2 separate regions of the Mus musculus genome follow, and region 2 is linked to region 1. A link is a contact called in public promoter capture Hi-C data. All regions are on one chromosome and are shown on one strand. The core of a region is the stretch at or near the end of the contact, and the rest is flanking DNA. Distances in the headings are between cores, read along the strand shown.

Region 1 (4,301 bases), core at 511-3,010:
GAGTAAAGTATCAGGCCCAATGGTGGGGATGGAATAGAGAAAATGGAAGACTCAGTTTGAGGTAAAGAGGCTGAATCTGTGGGGATGGAAAAAGAGATTCAAGCAGACTTAAGGGATTTCTTTTTTTTCTTTTGAAAATGTCATAATGAGGAATATGGAGTCTAAGTTTTAGCTGGGGACACCAGTTTAAAATAATGTCACTCCCAAAAATTGGGAAGAAGCCAACTCAGTTTGGGGCATTAGAATATAAGATGCTTGTATGCCTAACTGTCTAGATTAAGTTCAATACATACAGCTTTTACAGAAATTAACCCAAAACATAGGGAATGGAAGAGTGTAGCAGCAGTAGAATCCTTACTTACGGCTATAATCATTTAAGGCCCAGCAACACCGGAGGGGAAAAGAGATGCAGACTTCAGGAGGTAACAATCAATGAATGCCAGTGCCTATCACTGAACGTCTGTCTGGCTATCTGTAAGCCGGAACGACAGACTGAAAAGTGGGTAGACAGAAAATGTAGCACATAGGAAAAGAGGTGGAGTTGAAACTCAGACGCTCCGAAGACCGCTCACAACCATTGTGCAGGGCGGCCATTCCTAACACAGGGCGAAGTAACTTTTGTAAAGTTCGAGCAGAGAAAGAGGCAGAATGTAACTACAAGAGTATCCACAGAGGGAATACGACTACAAAGTTTTAGATCCGGGCAGGACCTCAAGGAGCTTTTCCTCTTCTCAACATTCTTAGGACCACTCTTCAAGGTCTTAGTTTAACAACACATCAGCCTAATCGCATCTCAGATTGCCAATGTTTTTAAGAGTACTGTAGGAGATGAGCTGGCTTTCTATATGCTAACAGGAGAACATGGCTGAATTCCACCGTGAAGAGAAAAACGAGTTTAATCCCATTTCTGGAAGTACCTCGGCATCAAGACACATTTGGAACAATACCCTTCCATCCATTACCCGTGGTCACCTCGTGGGTGTGGCTATGGGCATCTTTTAGTCTGTATTTTAGGACTTTTCAGAGCCTGCAGAGATGGGGGAGGGGACTTTGGCGCCTTAAGATTGAGTTCCTTAACTGCGGGCCATGCGCGCTGGTGCACAACGAACTTGCAGGGATCGCTAAGGTTCTGCAGAGACGGCAGGCACATCGCTGGTGCCAAAGCGTCTCCCACCCCCGACTCTCACAAGCGTGCACTCTCTAGTTAACGCGCGATATTGACGTAAGCAGCCAGGGGCCCGGGACGCCACTGAGCGTCCTAACTTCGGCCTCCGTTCCGAACTAAAAAGCTCGATTACGGTGAAAAGCGTCCGGAAGGAACCCAAGCACGATGTTCTTCGGCGGTCCTCGCTCGCCCGGATTCGCTCCGGCCGCGGGAGACCTGGAGGCCCACAGTCGGCAGCGATCCAAGGTGGAGCGCCTGGGGGGAGGTGGTTCCCGCCACGGCCAGCGGCCGTTGGGGCCGTTACTCACCGTTCCTCAGGACGCCGAGCTGCGGCTGGCGGAGTACCGAGTTGAAGAGCATCTGGGCCTGAGGAGAAGGCTCAGCTGAGGGGAACGCCGAGAAGATCGCCCCCAAGTTCCACAGGAGCCGCCGTCTGCACCCTCCACAACGCGGCGCGGTTTCGCCTCCAACTCCCGCCACTAAGAGCCCCGGCCGCCAAACTCCGCGCCAAACTGACGTCACGCTTTCTGATTGGCTCTCGTCGCAGCGTCCTGGCGCCTCGAAGGCTCGCCCCCATCCTAAGCTCCGCCTCCCTCTCGCTCAGCCGCGGGAACCCAAGGTTCACAGGCTCCCTGAGCGCCTGCGCGGGGGGGCCCAGAGAGGAACTGGCGAACCGCGGGGCGACCGAGGCGCATGCGTACACTGCCTGACAGCGCGCGGAGGGAAAAATCCGCGAGACCGCGGCGGGAGAAGATGGCGGTGCTGGGGTAGAGTTTGCAATCTTTGTGACTGGGCGAGTCGGGTAACTGTCCGGGTCATGGCGTCAAACTCAACCAAGTCGTTCCTGGCCGATGCCGGCTATGGCGAACAGGAGCTGGACGCTAATTCCGCTCTTATGGAACTGGACAAAGGTACGGAGGAGGGACGCGGGCGAAGCGTCTGGGGGGAGTGGCGCCACCTAGTGGCGGCAGCTACAGAGGCTAGAAAGGCGCATGCGCCGATGTATGGGGCGGGAAGCACGGCTGCTAGTCTTGGAGCCAGCGCTTAGGCGCATGCAGGGTTGCTGGAGTAGCCTTGCACAGTTGGAGCAGAGGCTCGTGCTTGCGAGGATGCCTTTGACCACTTGGGGGCACAGTCTCTGGTTTCCCAGGCAGCAAATAAGATAAAGTGCTGAATTTTGAGATTATTTTTTAAAACGTTCAGTGCAGGTGAAGCCTTCATTAAGAGAGCCAAATGATTTTCTGAGCGTTTTACAGCGATTTGTCTTGCGAGACTGTCAATTGCGCGTTCTAAAGCAGGTTCCATGTGGATGAGAACATCCGAAAAGCTTGGCTGAACGCGCTCATTCTCTGCACACAAGTTCCACGAGTTAGTTCCCCTTATACAGGTAGCTAAGAGAAAAAATTTTAGGGTTAGGAGTTAAATTCCAGTTCTACTAAAGTGATTATGGAATGCGGCATTATCATCTAGCCTCGATATGTCAGCAAAGTGGGCACAGTATGTCAGCTGTTGTAAATGTTAAATGGCAGTGGTATGCGAAAAGATGCCTTTATTAAAGGCTGAAGAGGGACTTTGACAGATAGCTATCCATAAAGAAGTCCTGTGTAAATGTGAGACCTTTGCTTCAGTTTCCTGCCAAGGTTTTTACACTATAGGCAATTCTTGGTTAACTGTAGCCAGTGTGTAACCTGTAGAGAACGGGACTGGAAACCAAGGATCTGTAAGTTCAAGTCTGGGGGGCAGGGTGTGCCAAGTAGGGACTGGGGGATGCTGAGAGAACCTGGAGGTCAATTAGACTTTGGCATGTTAAATATGCACCTTAGTTCCTTGTCCAAGTTTGAAACCAGTTACAGGTAAGAGTTTTTTACGTTTTACTAAAGTCTGTGACATCCAGGTTGGCCTGTACTCCCTAAAGCCAAGGATAACTCTCAACTTTTGATCCTCAGCCTCCCAAGTCCTAGACCTGATGTGGCCCATTACACTGTTTTATTCAGTGCCAACTCCCTTCCCACCGAAATGTGTATGGCTCTAGCGTAGCTAATCTTGTCCCAGGCTAAGAGTAGATAGTGTTGTAGAGCAGGGTAAGGATATGGAGCAAGGAAAGGAAGGACATCCAGAGTTACCTTCTAAGTGTTGTGAGCCAGTGTGATGGTTTACTGTGTGAAACACTTCCTGTGCAAGCCTGACAGTCACACACATGTGCACACATACATACAATAACAATGAAATAAGGTTTACATTAAAAAAAAAAAAAAGATGCTGCGGCTGTAGGGATGACTTAGCCTTTAAGAGGCCACACTGCTGTTTTGTGGGACCAGAGTTCAGTTCTCAGCACTCACACCCCAAACCTCACAACTGCCTGTAACTCTAGAGGGTCTGTTATACACCCATCTCTCCCTCCCCCTACATACACATAATTAAAAGTGAAGCTCTTTGAAAGAAAAGGTTACAGTTGTAATGAAAGTAATAGTACAACCTTTTTAATAAGAAGAGTTGAAATTAAAACACATATGTGTAAGAAATAAGTGGGGGCTGTTGAGTGTTTTACAGATAAGCCCTAAGCTCAACAAGACACATTGTATCAGCCGGGAACAGTAGTGTGACACATTGCTAAAGGCTGAGTCCCACATATTACTCTAATAAGTGTAGCTTTTCCTAATGTAGATTATTATCATCAGACCAAGTATTTGCCCCTCCAGTGATTGGAAGTTGTCCAGATGAAAACAGGCAAGATCCCCTTCCTGCAGAGAGAAAGGTTTAGTGACATCACTCAACCTGATGGCTCTGTGCACACCTGGCTTTGAGAGGATGGGTGGGAGTGGGGAAGGTGACTCATTCCCTTTCTTGCTGCACATGAGTGGAAGCTGGTGAACCTAATGCTGTAGGAAAAGCCTGATCGTGGAGTGCTGATTCAACTCTTGAGAACTGGGTGAGAGTCAGGACAGAATCCACACACTAGGATTTCCTAGCGTTGTTACCATCCACCCAGTTCCACCATCTTAATTCTCCCTGTGAAGACCACTGTTGTACTGCCCATGTGTGCAGGAATGTAACTGGTGTTAGGGAGTGAGGACTCAGCACAGCCCCTCTGAGAGAATGAATGGCCTTAGCCACTGGGTTGGGTGTGCACTAGGCG
Region 2 (4,404 bases), core at 538-3,037, 310 kb after region 1:
CCCCAGCCAGGTCTGGGATTAGCCTGCAGGGACTCCACACCCCACCCCTCCACAGTGCATTTGCCTGACCTCAGACTAGATCTGATAAGAGAAAAGAGAAACAGTTCCTTCAACATTGCCCCTAGGAAGTCTGCACTGGACAGCAAGCCAGGCAGACACTGTAAAGAGGTCTTCATGAAGAAGTGGGCATGCGGGGTGTGGGTGGGGGGCTGCAGATTGAGCCCACAGCTCTGCGGTGATGAGAGCAGAGCAGTGAGGCAGCAGAGAGCAGCATAAGGGGGTGTATCAGCCACTTCGCACTGCTGTAACCACATGCCTGTGACGCTGAAAGGAGGAAGGAGGTATTTTGGCTCCCAGTTTCAGGGAGTTCTGTCAGGTGCTTGATCTCAGGCATTTAGTTAGAACTCTGTGGGAGGTGAGCGCGTGGCACTGTTCTTCCCTCTTTTTTTTTTTTTTTTTTTTTTTTTTTTTTGAGACAGGGTTTCTCTGTATAGCCCTGGTTGTCCTGGAACTCACTTTGTAGACCAGGCTGGCCTCCAACTCAGAAATCTGCATGCCTCTGCCTCCGGAGTGCTGGGACTAAAGGTGTGCGCCACCACGCCCGGCTCTTGTTCTTCCCTTTTGAAGAAGCAGAGGGAGAAAGGGAATTATAAGAAAGCACCAGGCAAACAGTGACCCCCAAGGACAATCCCTCACTCTATCCCTTTAGTAGAGCCCCACCTCCTAGCTCTCACCACCTCCCTATGATGCCACCATCAATGATCTGGCATGCATTAGGTCAGAGCCCTCATGACCTGACTGTCTACAGAAAACAGCCTTGCAGCCTCCTCCCCCTCCAAGAAATGCTTTGCCTTGGCGGTTCTCCATCCGAAGGTGAAGAGATTAGATCGAAGGTTTCTGAGCAGAGCCTGGAAGGAGTCATTGTAGACAACTTCCCTTCCTGGTGGCCTTCAGTGGCCCAGGAAGCAGGATGACAGAGGGAATAGACTCTGGAGGGCTGGTTAAGAAAGGACAGCATCTTCCAGAACACCAGGGGCACACAGGCCCTGCAGAGCCTGGGAAAGCTGCTGTGTCATGGTGACAAGTGTGTGGGCCAACACCAACTCAAGGATTAGGTGGGAGAGAGTGGACATCTTCAGAGATAACACAGACTGTGGAAGTCTGGCTGCTTTCAGCTGCAGGTGACAGAAAACCCAACAGGGTCACACAGACAGGAACGGCCGATTCTGCGGCCATGTTTGGGAGTTGCCAGTAGGTGTGGCCAGCTTCAGGGAAAGGCAATGCAGAGTTCAAAGTCAAGTACCTCATTTCTTTCCAGTCTCCTTCCAAGGAAGGCTTCCTCTGATTTCATCCATCTTCCTAACTCTCAACGAAGCTGCCAGATGATCAGTATTAGCCAAAAAATTCTCTAAGAAATATTCCTCAAGACAGTCAAAGGGCTGGCTTGTAATTTATACTTGACTCAGAAACTGGCTTTCAGAAATTTGGGGGGTTTTGGTAGTTTGTTTTTGTTGTTGTTGTTTTGTTTTTCAAGACAAGGTTTCTCTTTGTCATCTTGCCTGTCCTGGAACTCCTCTGGAGACCAGGCTGGTCTGGAACTCACAAGAGATCTACCTGCCTCTGCCTCCTGAGTGCTGGGATTAAGGACATGTGCCCCCATGCCCCACTTCAGAAAGTTATTTTTAGGGAAATTGCTTTGAGAATCTCAATGGTTGCCAGTGGCCCTTGGACTATCAGCCTCCTAGTTCATGCCCAGGAGGAGAATGGCCTCTGTGCCCCAGCTTGGTTGGCAGGAGGCCCACAATTCATGCTGGGGACACATGTCATCTTCCGGGGAGGCACTGGCTGTCTGGGACCTGACTCAGTGACTTTCCTGAACCTGTTCTCAGGAGTCAGGGCAATAGAGCTACATTGGTGGGCATAAGCCATTGTAGCCCCACTCCTGTGGTTGGGGCAGATGAGTTCATCCCCCAGCACAGGGCTAGGAAGTTCTCGTTATCGTGGGTAATTACTATCGGGGGCAGTGTTGGGTAACCAGCCATGGGGCTGGGCTTGATTCTGTGGGCAGCCCGGTGGTGCTGGAGGTTTTTGATCTGGAAGTGAACGCTTTCAGATGGTGTTTCAGGAAGATTAGTCTGACCACAGATGTGAAAGCCAAGGGATTCCTGGCAAGCCAGTGGGAGGGAGGTGGTGAGCGTTGCATTCACGAACTGGAGCAAGCAAGGCAGAAGAGAGGGGTGGGAAATGCTCTGAGAGAAGTGACAGAACTCAGCATACTGTCAGACAAGGAGAAGATGGCAGGGGAGTGGGGAGCATTCAAAGGTGATGCCAAGGTTTCTGACCTGGGGGAATGTGTGGGGCTTCTGCCCATATCCCAGGCTCCTTCTCAAGAGGAAATGGCTCTCAGAGACCACCAGGAAATCAGGAATTTCCACGGATTGTATGCCACCATATCCAAACAGCCTGGTGGGGCACAGCCCTCATCCTTACACTTGGAAAGCTTAGATAGAAGGACCCAGGGTCCAAGCCCAATGGGACTACATGATAAGACACTGATAAAGGGGGCGGGGGAGAGGAAGGAGAGAGAAAGAGAGAGACAGACAGAGACAGGCACAGAGAGAGACACAGAAACACACAGAAAGTCAGAGAAACTGAGATAGAGACAGAAAGACAGAAAGCAATACATAGAGACAGCAACAGAAAGACAGAGAGAGAGAGAGAGAGAGAGGCAGAGACACAGACACAGACAGACAGAGAGATTACTTCAAACTCTGTATCCCCACTGAGTTGGAGGTGTTATAAGCTGAGCAGACCTTAAGTGAAGAAGGCGTTCACAGGAGCCCTCTCTGTAGCATCCCACCTGGCTGACCTCTGTCCCTACTAGTTGCAGTGGTGTTTTGATTTTATGCCTTTGTAGCAGCCACGTTTCACTGAGGAATCTGCAGAGCTGGGCAAGCAGCACGTGCTGTGGCATGTCTGTTGGGACTGGGGGCACAGCCAAGCAGGAAGCCAGAGAACAGGACCACTGCCCTACAGATTGAGGGGGCGGACATCTTTGAAGATTGGTTGATAGTGAGGATTTCTCAAAGCATAATGACTTTAAATGAACCTAAATTTGCAATGTTTGGAAACCTCAGAGTCTCTGTAGTAGATTCAGCACATTCAAGGAACCTAGGCTCCATGCCAGCTACCTTATACAGATAAAGATGAGGGCAAATGCATCCTCAGCACCAGCCATTGTGCTGAGCTCTAAGACCCTCCCTGAATCTGGCTGTACTGCTAAGGCCGCCAGCACCTTCCTGCCCTTCACAGCTGTCCTCACCTCAGTCTGACAAAGCTTACAGAGCTCTCACAGGAGGCTGGAAGAAATGATAAGGCATGACTCTACAGTCCCACTTTACGGCTCACAATGGCGCTGAGAGGCTACTAGAACCGTGAACGTATATGTAGGACCATTGAACAGGGCCATTCTATATACTAGGCAAGATTTAAACTAAAACTTCTAAAAAATGGAAGACTGAAACAAATACGCTTTTATGATCAATCCTTAGAGAATTCAATTAATTTCCACTATTTCCAGAACATTCCAGTCTGCCCCTCCAGTCAGCACTGTACGGTGAGCGGGCCAGCCATCGGCTGTAGTGTGGTCTTGAAGTCCTGTTTACACAGTGAGCACACTATCTCTGCTCAGAGTATGGCTATCTGGGCTGTCCAGATGTGGTCACTGGAAATTAAACCTCTGCCCACTTTCCAGCTGCCACCACTGACCAGGTCCCTAGTTGCATTCTTTTTTTTATCGGATTTGCAGGGATATCCCAGGCTTCCAAATCCATGTTGACTTTGAAAAAAAACTTTTCCAAGAGGAAGAAGTAGCAGCCTCTGCTCTGAAAACACTCCCCATCTTCCACACATCCCCTCTACCTCCCCATCCCCCATCCTCCCCCTCAGAGGGAGGGTGCAGTGGGTGAGAACCTGACTCCCTAGATAATGCCCACAATGGGCCAAAAATTCACAACAGCTAAGTGTCTGCCCTTCCTTTTCCTTTTCCTTTGAAAAGGAAGAATTTATCCAGCAAAATAACTCAGTGGGTAAAAGAGCTTACTACTAGGTCTAGCAACCCAAGTTCAAGAAACATACATACACACACACACAAGTAAAGAAAAAATAAGTAAATAAACATCAAAAAATTAAAGGGAGGGATGCGGGAAGAGGAGAAAAGGGAAGGGAGGAGAGGGGAAAGAAAATTGTCTTTAGGCTACCAAGTTAGGATTCTGTAAACTAGGGGTCTAAGTTGTACCTTGGTTGTCTGAGTTCTTGCCTAACATTCAAGACACCCTGGGTTCAACCCGCAGGACCACATAAAACTGGGCACAGGCACCCCCCCCCCCACACACACACAGCTTA

The links. Promoter capture Hi-C pulls out the DNA fragments that hold promoters and counts their contacts.
Region 2: a contact with region 1 is called in a promoter capture Hi-C map of liver, with 2.5 times the contacts expected there. The contact joins the enhancer-like site here to the promoter of Ints7 in region 1. A contact is called at or near these places in 5 of 39 promoter capture datasets (the C10 cell line, the HPC-7 cell line, hippocampal neurons and 2 more), 1 of 484 Hi-C or Micro-C datasets (the G1E-ER4 cell line) and 1 of 115 datasets of contacts at active chromatin or transcription factors (bone marrow-derived macrophages).

What each region holds. Positions count from the first base shown.
Region 1 is chr1:191,573,876-191,578,176 of GRCm38.p6, forward strand. Ints7 (integrator complex subunit 7) reads left to right here and starts at 1,761. Exons shown (of 20, transcript NM_178632.6): 1 at 1,761-2,076. The coding sequence starts at 1,983. Dtl (denticleless E3 ubiquitin protein ligase) reads right to left here and starts at 1,669. Exons shown (of 15, transcript NM_029766.3): 1 at 1,474-1,669. The coding sequence starts at 1,525.
Region 2 is chr1:191,879,329-191,883,732 of GRCm38.p6, forward strand. No RefSeq gene overlaps it. Among named protein-coding and RNA genes, the nearest start is that of Slc30a1, 25 kb to the right of the region's middle. Within about 2 kb of position 1,788, at least 44 of the 459 cell types and tissues checked have an H3K27ac peak or open chromatin away from gene starts, as enhancers often do. A contact at or near this core is called in the G1E-ER4 cell line, the HPC-7 cell line and liver, where this site is marked.